Regions from separate parts of the Mus musculus genome. Here region 2 is linked to region 1. The links are chromatin contacts, called in public Hi-C maps. All regions are on one chromosome and are shown on one strand. Each heading gives the region's core, a stretch centred on a gene start, on an enhancer-like site or on the middle of the called end of the contact. The rest is flanking DNA. Distances are from core to core; before and after follow the strand shown.

Evidence for each region. A called contact is a pair of places that touch in the nucleus more often than the background predicts.
Region 2: a contact with region 1 is called in a Hi-C map of Th2 cells, with 1.8 times the contacts expected there. The contact joins two enhancer-like sites. A contact is called at or near these places in 2 of 484 Hi-C or Micro-C datasets (Th1 cells and Th2 cells).

Annotation. Positions count from the first base shown.
Region 1 is chr13:16,638,390-16,644,081 of GRCm38.p6, reverse strand. It overlaps the pseudogene Gm7537. Among named protein-coding and RNA genes, the nearest start is that of Gm31711, 380 kb to the right of the region's middle. Within about 2 kb of position 1,996, at least 55 of the 459 cell types and tissues checked have an H3K27ac peak or open chromatin away from gene starts, as enhancers often do. A contact at or near this core is called in Th2 cells, where this site is marked.
Region 2 is chr13:17,025,252-17,031,013 of GRCm38.p6, reverse strand. All of the region lies in intron 12 of Sugct (succinyl-CoA glutarate-CoA transferase), which reads left to right. Among named protein-coding and RNA genes, the nearest start is that of Gm25020, 180 kb to the left of the region's middle. Within about 2 kb of position 2,908, at least 76 of the 459 cell types and tissues checked have an H3K27ac peak or open chromatin away from gene starts, as enhancers often do. A contact at or near this core is called in Th2 cells, where this site is marked.

The DNA.
Region 1 (5,692 bases), core at 747-3,246:
GATAAAATTGAAGTTTGGGTATCTGAAGGAAGCTCATTCAAACTCTCTTCATCTTGGTTAGTCCCACAAACCATAATAAAGTTGTCTTTCTTGCCACTTTCATTAATTTACTATCTGCTAAGGAAACCACACTGCTCAAATGTCTGGAGATTTTTAGGAGAATTTGTCTGGTAATATGCTTTGAGATCCTAGAAAGGTAATTCTGAGTACAAAAAAAATTACAAATAATCGGCTGATAATCTCTGTGTCCAGGGTTTAAAATCTCCTTTACCTTTTATATTATGACAGTGGCAGTATGATGAGGTCATGAACTCCCTTAAGTAAATGCATGACACACATAAGATCTAAAAAACAAACAATTATGTTGAAGTACAATTTTCTCTGGTACAAATTTATTCCTCTTGGAATTCAACAATATTAAAAACAAGTAAAAAAAAAGAAATGCTGTACCTTTTATTATTAGAATACATGTTCATCTTGGGTAAGATGCAAAATTTGGAAATTATAATACAAATATAGCTTTTTAAAAACATTTTTATTTATGTATGCCAATTGTGCAAAATGATACGTTTTATTGTGACATTTCATTACATGCAAGAAAAAGGTTTTAAGTTATCGATAGCTTCAATTTTAAAAGAATCTTTTTGAGCATTTACTCATTTGTAATAGATGACCAGTTTGCTTTTTAAAAAATAAAAACCATAAAGCAGAGGATGTGAAACAGTGAACCCAAGCTTCTGAATCTTACTGCAAACACAGTCCTGGAGACGTTTCATTGATCAGAACTCCGCCAATTAGGAGACCAGAACCAGGAGAGATAGTCATTTCATCTGAGGCAACTTCTTGAACATTTAGAAATTTAAGTTCTATTTTAGGCCTCCTGGCCAGGAATCTCCAGAAACAGGATTTGAGAATCTACACGTTTCAAGGCTCCTTTGTGACTTAGGATTCTCAGCAATCACTGGCAGCTTCCCCCCATCCTCTCCATGCAGAATGCTTTCAAAGGAGGTCTCTGTTTCTTTCAAACAATGCTTGAGTTTGCAGATTCACCTCAAATGTTGCAACCCAGATTAACCCATACTGGCATCCTCATGTGCTAAGATCAGAGTAGGGTATTTAAAAAGAGAAAAGGTGGGGGGGGGGAGCACTTGATTTCTGTTTAGTTGTGTCCTCATCATAGAACTTTATTTTCCCTTGCTCGTGTGCAGAGAATGAGGGCGGGGGCTCCAGCCTGTGACTGGGCAAAAAAAAAACGAGAGCTCTACTGTCAGGAGATTGGGGTGTGTGTGTGGAGGGGGAGATTCTTGGAGTGACTCTCTGAATCTGGATCGTGGGTTTTCTCATCCTCGTGAAGTCAACGTGCTGTGCTTTATTCATTAGCACCTACAAGGGACTAATTGCCATCAGGCATGTAGGTGGAATTCCTGGCAGGGAGCAAGATATGGAATAGGTTTGATGACAACCAATGATCTGCCAAAGCCCTGTCAGAAGGAGAACAGAGCCTTGCTGTCACTCATCCACCCCTTTAAATTCAAATGAAGATGCTTCAGGGTAGGGAGGGGGAGGGGGCTGGCACATGTCCAACTTTGCATTGATGATACTGTACACTTTTTTTTTTTTTTTTACTGTATATGTGAAAGTCCCTGCTCTTGACTGTGCTGTTGCTAAAAATAAGTAAAAGAAAGTAAAAGAAATAGAAAAACCTGAAGCTTCTGTGTCAGGCTAGAATTTGCTCCTTTAAGTAATGTCAGTGGTAAGAGGTGACTGATTCATCTATGCTGGGCATCAAGGGGTCTTCTCACTTCCTGTAACTGTCAGCACAGTCAAATATGAATTATGAACACATTTCCGTGGGGCTCCTCAGTTTCTCAAGCAGGCTATGATCTACAAAAGACAAAAGCTGCTAATGCTGTCATGAAACATTCAGAGGTCAGTCATGCAAACTAGAACAAGATCCCCTGGCAGGAAACACTTCAAGCTTTGCACATAATAGTAGTGTTCTGTAGTTAGTCATACAAGGCATGAGCTGCCTTGCCCAGGGACAGGGAGCAGCAGTATCAGTGAACAGCAATGCTCACATATTTAAGTCAGAATTACTCCTCGATAAACAAGCTTGGAACTCATCCAAGTAATTAATGTGTCCAACTTCAGCCTTCTCCAATAGTACCACCGTTTCTTCCCATCCTTGTGGCCATTCACCTTCTCCCTGCTACTTTCTGTGGTAGGCAGGGAGAGTAACAAGTTCCATGTTCTGCTGTGCCAGATCAGTGGTTTCTCAGTAAAATGAAGGCATGACTCACTGCCTCATGCTGGTTTACTGCAGAATCTCTGGTCTCAAATACATCCAGCCAATGACAGAAAGTGATCTGTTCTGAGTAGTTCTATGGATGAAGAGTTCACAAAGATGCCTCCATAATAACCTTTCAAGTCAGTAAGATCACAACTGCTTAAAATCATGACAGCCTATGTAACATTTTTTTTTCTGTAAGTGTTTTCAAGAAACTTACCCCACTGAAGTCCTTGCTATTTGTTTCACAAGCACTTTATTTTGTTTTTCTATGGTTGGAATGACTACATTTTCTTAAGATGACTACAAATGTTATGCCAGTGACATTTGTAGGTGGAATCAAAACAGTGTTAATTAGTTTTATTGAACAGTTCCCTGACTTTAGCCTGTCTGTTATTAACAAACACACCGTATATTTTCCTAAGCTGTTGAGTACCAAGTCCTTCATAGCTCGTCATGTTACCTTAAAGCCCCTTTACCTTGTGCTGTCGGCTTGCATAAATTACACATATTCTATAGATGTCTTACTGGGACAATTGGTGGTCAATGACCATGCATATCCATTTCCTGTTCCTTTGATGGAGTGATAAAACAGTGACAAAAATTTACCTACATTTCCAAGAAGGGAATTTCATGATCAAATGTTAGTGAGCCCAATTATAGAAATGAGATGGGTTAGTGCAGATGGATAAATAATTCCAGCTGTCAAAGTAGGAGAGGGCAAAGTGTTGTTTCCTTGCCCTTTTGTGCCCTTACAAAAGAGCACAGCTTCATGTTCTGTGTTTTGTGTGTAGAGACACATTCACACATCGTGAAACAGGAGATGGAGTGGGGAAGGGGAACAGAGAGGAGAGAATAGAGGAACAATTCAGTTGGAAAAATCAACAAACTGGGTAGAGCCAGGGTTCCTCCCACAGACCTCAGGTTTAACTTCTTAAGGATGAACCATCATATGCTGCATACGTATCAGAAGATGGCCTTGTCGGCCATCACTGGAAAAAGAGGCCCATTGGACACGCACACTTTATATGCCCAAGTACAGGGGAACACCAGGGCCAAAAAGTGGGAGTGGGTGGGTAGGGGAGTGGGGGGGTTATGGGGGACTTTTGGGATAGCATTGAAAATGTAAATGAGGAAAATACCTAATAAAAATAAAAAAATAAATAGAAAAAAGGATGAACCATCAAAGCCAGCCATGGTGGCACACGCCTTTAATCCCAGCACTCGGGAGGCAGAGGCAGGCAGATTTCTGAGTTCAAGGCCAGCCTGGTCTACAGACTGAGTTCCAGCACAGCCAGGGCTACACAGAGAAACCCTGTCTCAAAAAAACAAAAAAACACACACAAAAAAATGAACCATCAAAAGGTCTTTCTTAAATTTGTGTATTAACCCTTTTTCGTTGAGCTGCATGGATGGTTCTGATGGTATTCAAGTTAATAAATGGTAGGCTGGTGTTTAAGCTGAGCCTCCTACCTAAGGGTAGGACATAGGTAAGAAAGAATTTGCTCTGTAACTTAGGTTCAGCTCTCAGATTCAATCAAGAAAAGCAAACAATCAAACAACTCAGAGAAAGGTTTGATTTGGACCCAGTGTTAGTGTGTTCAGGATATTAAGATGAGTCTTACAAGTATGGACCACCCCTGAGGCAAGCTTCTGTGCAGAGTGTTCTGGTGTAGTCGATGAGGTGGTCCTTGGAAGTCTAGCCCTAGATATCTACTCCATAAGGAGTAGGCTAAAACATTTTGTACAACACTTAAAATAAAGGTGGAAATATTCTTACCAAAGAACAAGTACTTTTATAGGTTTGGCTTTGTTTTACAAATTGGCATTGAGTATTTTTTTTTAAACATTTTTGTTTATAAACAGTATTTTGAAATTTTTTACTATGTAAAGTAATGTTTTCTTGAGCAATTATTCTATTAATCTCAAATCAGCATGCATAAGAACGGAATTCATTCAGGCATTTTTTTACATTTGTGCCATTAAACTTTGCTCTAGTGTATCCCCCTCGCCCACTGAACTCCTGAGGAAGTTTTGAAGCAGTGGGAAGATGAATTTCTGTCAGCCTTTGCTTCATATAAGTCCTGCTTCCTTAGAAGCTGACCACGTGACCAGGCTGCCTTGTAAGCCACTATCTTAATTTATGTCATTTTAGCTCATGTAAGTCACAGGGAACTCAAATAAATCTATATGTCTAAATTATGTGTCTAAGGATGTGACTGGAAATGGAAGCTAAATTTTGTTTTAAAAACTTTCAAACTGACGCGGCATGACTTTCCTAGGTCTGAAGTCGGCCTAAAAGATGTCAGCCCTCAGAGCTGTCTTCCAATACATCGATGAAAACCAGGACCGCTGTGTCAGGAAACTTGCAGAATGGGTGGTCATCCGGAGCGTGTCTGCATGGCTGGAGAAGAGAGGAGAGATCAGAAGGATGAAGGAGATGGCAGCTGCTGATGTCCAGAGGCTGGAGGGTTCTGTGGAGCTGGTGGATATTGGGAAGCCGAAGCTCCCAGATGGCTCAGGGATACCCTTCCTCCCATTCTGCTGGGCAAACTGGGCAGCGATCCTCAGAAGAAAACAGTGTGCATTTACAGGCGCCTGGATATGCAACCTGCAGTCCTGGAGGATGGGTGGGACAGTGAGCCCTTTTCTCCTTGGTGGAGCGGGAAGGCAAGTTGTATGGGAGACTCTGCACAGAAGATAAGGGGTGGTGGCCGGATGGATGAATGCCCTGGAAGCCTTTTCAGAAGACTGGCCAGGACATCCCATGCAACCTGCGGTTCTGCCTAGAAGGCATGGACCAGTCTGGCTCCAAATACCTGGATGAGCTAATTTTTGCCCAGAAAGACAAGTTCTTCAAAGATAGGGACTATGTGTGCATTTCGGACAATTACTGGCTGGGGAAGAATAGGCCGTGCATCATGTACGGCCTCAGAGGCATTTGTTACTTCTTCATCGAGGTGGAATGCAGTGACAAAGTCCTCCATTCTGGGTATATGGTGGCTCAGTGCACGAGGCCATGATGGATTTCATTTCACTGATGGGTTGTCTGGTAGACAAGAAGGGGAAAAAACTTATCCCCAGCATCAACGATGCTTTGGTGCCTGTAACAGATAAGGAGTGTGAGCTCTATGACCACATTGGCTTTGATTCGGAAGAGTTCACCAAAGACATGGGGATGCTTCAGCACAGCTGCAAGAAAGATATCCTGATGCACAGATGTTGATACCTGTCCCAGTCCCTCCATGGAATCGAAGAGGCCTTCTCCTGTTTAAGACTGTGATCGCCAGGGAAGTAGATGGCAAGTTCTCCATCAGGCTCGTGCCAAACATGATACCAGAAGTTGTTAGCAAGCAAGTTTCAAGCTACTTGTCAAAAAAGTTTGCTGAACTTCAGAGTCCCAAC
Region 2 (5,762 bases), core at 1,659-4,158, 390 kb before region 1:
AGACTTACTTACTTACTCAGACTGAAGTTCAAAGACAGGCTGGAGATAATGATCTCTGTTGTGATAGTTTGTCACAGAGATAGTATTTTTTGCAAACTTTGTCTAAAGCATGGCCACCCCCACCCCTGCTTCCTGTTGCATTCCCCACCAGCGTGCACTCCCATCCTGTCATTGCTGTGCATGGTGTTTGGCTCCTCCAAAGAACATTTTCACAAATTCCTGGAACCAGTCATTTGGATTAATACTGTTGTGTGAAAATTCTTTTTAAAAGAACTTTTATTAAATTTGTTTTTCATAATTTTATACGTATACATTGTTTTCTGTTTCTTTTCCATGAATCCTTATGTCTCTCCAGCCTAGGCAAGCCCATCCCTAACTTTTTACATGTCCCCTTCCCACATTCATGATTTTGTTTGTTTGGTTTGTTGTTGTTGTTGTTGTATGAGTGTGTTTTATTGATAGTAACAGAGTCCACAGTGTTTTGGACTTGTCCATTGTAGTCTTGTGGACTCATCAGTGGGTATGCACTTGAAGACAACGACTACTTCTTCCACCAAATAAAAGAAAAAAATCGTCAAATCGTCAAGCACAGAGGAGTAGGACCCCTGTTTTTCCTGTCTTGATCCATGTTCACCATTCACAGGCCCAGTGTAGATGGTAGCAGTTACTATGCAGTTAGGACTGTACTGTTTTTTTCATGCCCAGGACACAGTGTTTTGATGCCATTTTTCCCATGTTACATATCCTTACCACCCACTCTCCAGTGTTCTGCGAGTCTGAGAGGGAGTTGTATAAATGTCCTGTTTAAGGCTGACTACTCAATTGCTCCTTATGCTCTGTACCATGACCAGCTATGCAGCGTTACACTCACTCACATTCATTACAAAGAGAAGCTTTTCTGATTAAATTGGAGAGTAGCTTTTGTCTATGGGGTGTAAACATGGGGGAAGGGAGAAGGATTCCATGTCAATTTAATTAAACAGAGAAGGAAGTCTTTACTTGGGGCCTATCTTCTCCTCAACCAGGCCATAGTTTTTATTGGATTTACAATACCAAACAGGAATTTCTTCTTGTGGAGTGAGCCTTATTCCAAGCAGTGATCAGTTGGTTACTTCCTTAACAGTCATGCCACTATTGTACTAATAGATATATTTTACCAGTAGGTTGGTAGTATGAAGAATTTACAACTTGAAAGTATGATTAAACTTTTTCTCTATGTCCAAAATCATTAGAGTTTTACAAGCCTTTTAAACAAAGTATCCAAAGTCATAAAGGTTCCTTGGAGTAGCCTACACATTTCTGTTTTCTGAGAAAGAAAAAGCACTAAGGCAGAAGACTTTATGTTTCAGTTCTTAGTCACTTCAGTAATTAAGGATTGTCTTCAACACAGAGAAACCAAGGTCTGTTGACTGAGCAAGCAGCTCAATTTTGAAAGCACTGGAAACTAGCTTTGACTTTGTTGGATTTAGTACATGGAACTACCACTTGTTGATAATATATGATTGCTAGACACTCATCAGTTTTAGAATATACTATTTGTTAAAGGAACAACACCAACACCAATGAAGAAGCTCATAGGAATGGTATGCTTAAAAAGTAACCTATCTTCACTTAGCTACAAGTGATTTCTTTAAAGGACTGATGTATCTCCCCACTTTTCTAGCAAAATAAAGTATATTGCAGCTCATCATAGCAACCTCAGTGCCCAGCTCACACTGTGTATGACACATATGCTGACTTAATTTTTTAATTTGTTGTTGGGTGCTTCTCAAACCTCGCAGAGTATCAGGTAGCATGGGATGAGCACTACTCATCATCCCTGTAGAGAAAAGCAGAGTTTACTGTAGTATAAAACCTAGCTCGAAAGTAAACTCCTACTTGTCAGAAATGCTGCACATATAACATGAGAGAACATTGGTTTCTTTTCTTAAATTTATTAGAGCTACCAACTTTAGATTAGTCTTAGAGAAAACATTTCAACATTCAGCCTTTGAAGGAATCTCAGTAAAGCAGGGATTCTCTTCCCTGGGGTGGCAGCTCTCTAACCCAGAATGAGTGTCCTTGGCACACATATGCAGGGTTTACATTTCCCTAGAGCTGATTTAGAAAGCTGAATTCAGAAAATGCTGACAGAGTTGTCTTCACAAATCCTTTGTGTTAATGTTGGGTTCCAGCAGGTGGTGCTGTTGGGAGACAGTGGATGCTGTAGAAGAAAGTCTGTGGAAGGAAGCTGGGTTGTTTGGTAGTGTGCCCTAGAAGGGAACATTGGGAACTTGGCTCCTCCTCTTCCTTTCTGTTTCACCTCGCCACCACCGTGATGTTGGCAGATTTATTGCAACCACTTCCTCTGTGATGGTCTTCCTTGTCATAGGCTGAAAAGCAAACGGCTGGTAGATTATGGGTTGAATCCATTGCAATTTGTGAGCCAAAGTAAATTCGTATAAAATGTAATTCAGATATCAACTGCAATTAAATGACAAAACTCTATGAGTTTGTTTTATAATTAGAATGTCTATTTTCCCTCAGCAAGGGCCAATTTTAAGTGCAAAAGTCTACAATTGGAGGCTAGTTGGGGAAGTAGGGCATTGTTAGTTCTTTCCCACTTCCTTACCTGTTCACCACAACTTATCACCCTAGTTACTCACTAGGAGAGGAACATGAGCAGGCAGAGTAGACGGGAAGGGCAAGGAGAGCCCTACTTGGTGACACTAAGGGACTGGCTGAGGACTCTAGCTGCCTGTGGTGTTGCTGGCATTCGTCTCACTGTGCTTCCACAGATCGCTTGCAGTCTTGGTTCAGGCAACAGCTGTCCTTTACCTGGAACATTAGCATTTACTCAGACCTAAATGCTCTAAGTGTGCTAGCATACTATGCCATACAATGCCATATTTACCTCACTGTACCATATCTACCATACCGTACCTACTCCCTTTCATATCTACCCTACCCAACTGTACTATACCACACCTACCATACCATACTTATCTACTTATCATGACATACCATACTATGCCATGCCATATCAGACCAGACCAGACCAGACTTACCATCTTAGCCACTCTCCTTAAGTCTCAGTTATAAAGCTGGATGACAGAAACATTTTTCCCCACCTCCATGGCCAAGGGTACTATTCTGTATAAATGCCACCACATTCTGACTTCATACCCATGAAGTAGCTGTTAAGGATCTCAAATTTGATTTCCACCTCTGCCCTGGAAAAATTACAAAAGTTGTCTGAAAACACAGCCACTTCATGTTTAACTTCTGGCCCTTAAACTGAATTGAGACAAAAGTAATCCTACTTCAATGTCTTATAGCTCATGAAAGTCCTGCTCGTCACAAAGCATCTACCAATGTCCAATTTGAATATTCCTCTGGGAAGTGCCAGCTGTATATAAAATTGCTTCAGTTATTTTATTTGCTGGTTTCACCATCACTAACTATATCATTGTGCTTTTCTTCATACTCTCTTCCCTTTTGGAGAGAAGTCATTTGACCACATTATGAGACATCATGTGTGATGCATTTCCCATTTGCCATATAGAAAGCTAAAGTTATTAAGTGAGAAAGAACCAAAATACTGTGTCACTTTGCATGGTGACATTATTTAGGTAACTTTGATTATTGAAAACAAACCAAAAAATTTTAAAAAAAGGAACAACTATTCATCCTCTCCCAATGACTTATTCTTCCCAAATTCAAAAGATCTTTCAAGCTCTGCCCTTCACTGAGTTAAATGCCTTACACGCAGACAGCTATGCTCCTGCTACAGTTTCTGTTAATCTCCCAGTTTTGCCTGAAGCTATGAAGTCAACCCCACAGCACAGCTTCTTTCCAGCCCCTCCTCTCCAAATGAAAACCATGTGCTTGTGTGCGCTGGCTTTTCTTTCCTTTTAAAAGTTATTCTGCATTATTTAATATAACCATGTACTAATGCAGAGACCTTCAGTAACTGATTTCTCATTGGCTGCTATCAATTAAGCCACATTAATACAACCATTTAGTCTCAGAAGCAAATTCGTTTACGCACAAATGACTTGCTTAAAGCTGATTGTAACACCCTAGAGAAGCAAAAACTCTGAATGCTTGCAAGTAGAGCTGAATTGAAATAAATGAAAATAGTACATTGTACCTATTTGATGCCTGTGCAGCTTCCCTTCATCATTCTCTGCATTTTCTCATGCAGCCAATTGATAAGACTAAACTCCCAGTTTGTACTGTTCTTTCTAACCCTGGTTTAACTAAAGGTTGAAACATCTACTTCATACCGAAGTTGTGCCATATTCCAGAATTCCAGACACAAATCAGAAGTTAACACTGTGAGAATCTTGGACTATGGCTGCTCTCATGTATCAGTTACTGGGTGTCATTGAGAATAAAACATCACAAGGGTGTGGTTTCGGTTATAAAGATTGCATTTGGTGCGCTAGAAAGATGACTCAGTGGGCAAGGGTGCATGCTACTCTTTCAGAGGTTGTGAGTTTGTTTCCAAGCATCCATGTTGGGCAACTCACAACAGCTTGAAACCCCAGCTCTAGTTTGTAACTGATGTGACCTCTAAAGATGCTACACTCACTTTTACATACCCACAAACAGATCCTCAAACATACACATCAGTAAAAATTAGAATAAACCTTTTCTAAAAATTACACTTTTGGTCCTACTGAGGCACATAGTTTTAAAATTCATCATTTACTTTTAAAACCAACCAAACAGTGTGGATAAGCCATGCTTTACTCTCATGTGTTTTAGTTGTGCAAGAAAGGACAAGCAGTTTACAGATGTGGGTAGATTGGGATCCTTTTCCATTGGCCTAATTTGTACAATGACAGAATACCTACCAAAGCTTTATAGCCTTCCCAAAGCACCCTTTCCTATTTCCTACAGAACCTCTTCTTTCTTTCAGCATTCTGGTGTCCTTGCTGAAAGGATGTCCAGGCACTGGGCACTGAACTGAACTGGGGGGAATGGAGCTTAGCTGGGGGATGAGTGGGTTAGGCAGAACATGCTGAGTACAGAGAAAAGGTCTTCTCCGGGGATGGTTTTCAGAAGAAACAGCTCTGTTTATTGGGAGTGAATATCACCCATCAGCATATTCCATCAACAAACACTTTATTTTCTTTTTAAAAAATGCAATGCTTATTCCACAGCAAGAGTATACTCACTAAAAAAAAAAAAAAAAAAAAAAAAGAACTAAAATAACGTACTCATGTATATAAGACCTATCGACAGATTCCATATTTATTCCTATCTAAAGGCAATTTGGACATACATCCCAGGATATCTCTACCTACTACATCTCAAACTCAAAATCCAAGCCAGAAGCCAGAAGATCTTTTCCCTTTTTTGGGTCACACTGTCTGTCTCTCTGTCTCTGTCTCTGTCTCTGTCTCTGTCTCTATCTCTGTCTCTGTCTGTCTCTCTGTCTCTGTCTCTGTCTCTCTCTCTCTCTCTCTCTCACACACACACACACACACACACACACTGTCAGTGACTAGCCATCACATTCTGACAAGCACATAGGCTACAAAAAAAGATAAGCAGCCCAGAATTCACCTTGTACTTTCCTCTGTATTCAGAGGTCAAGTCCCCATTCTACCTCCTTGTGATATCTTCCAGCTGATTCCTTCTGTTTGTCCAGATGTGTCCTTGGACTACTTCACTCTCATCTTCCATCACATGCTAATTAGGCATTCCCAGTCACCATTCCTGTACTGTGCATTAGCCAACCAATCAGTCTCCTCTTGTGGTTTTCTGCTCTT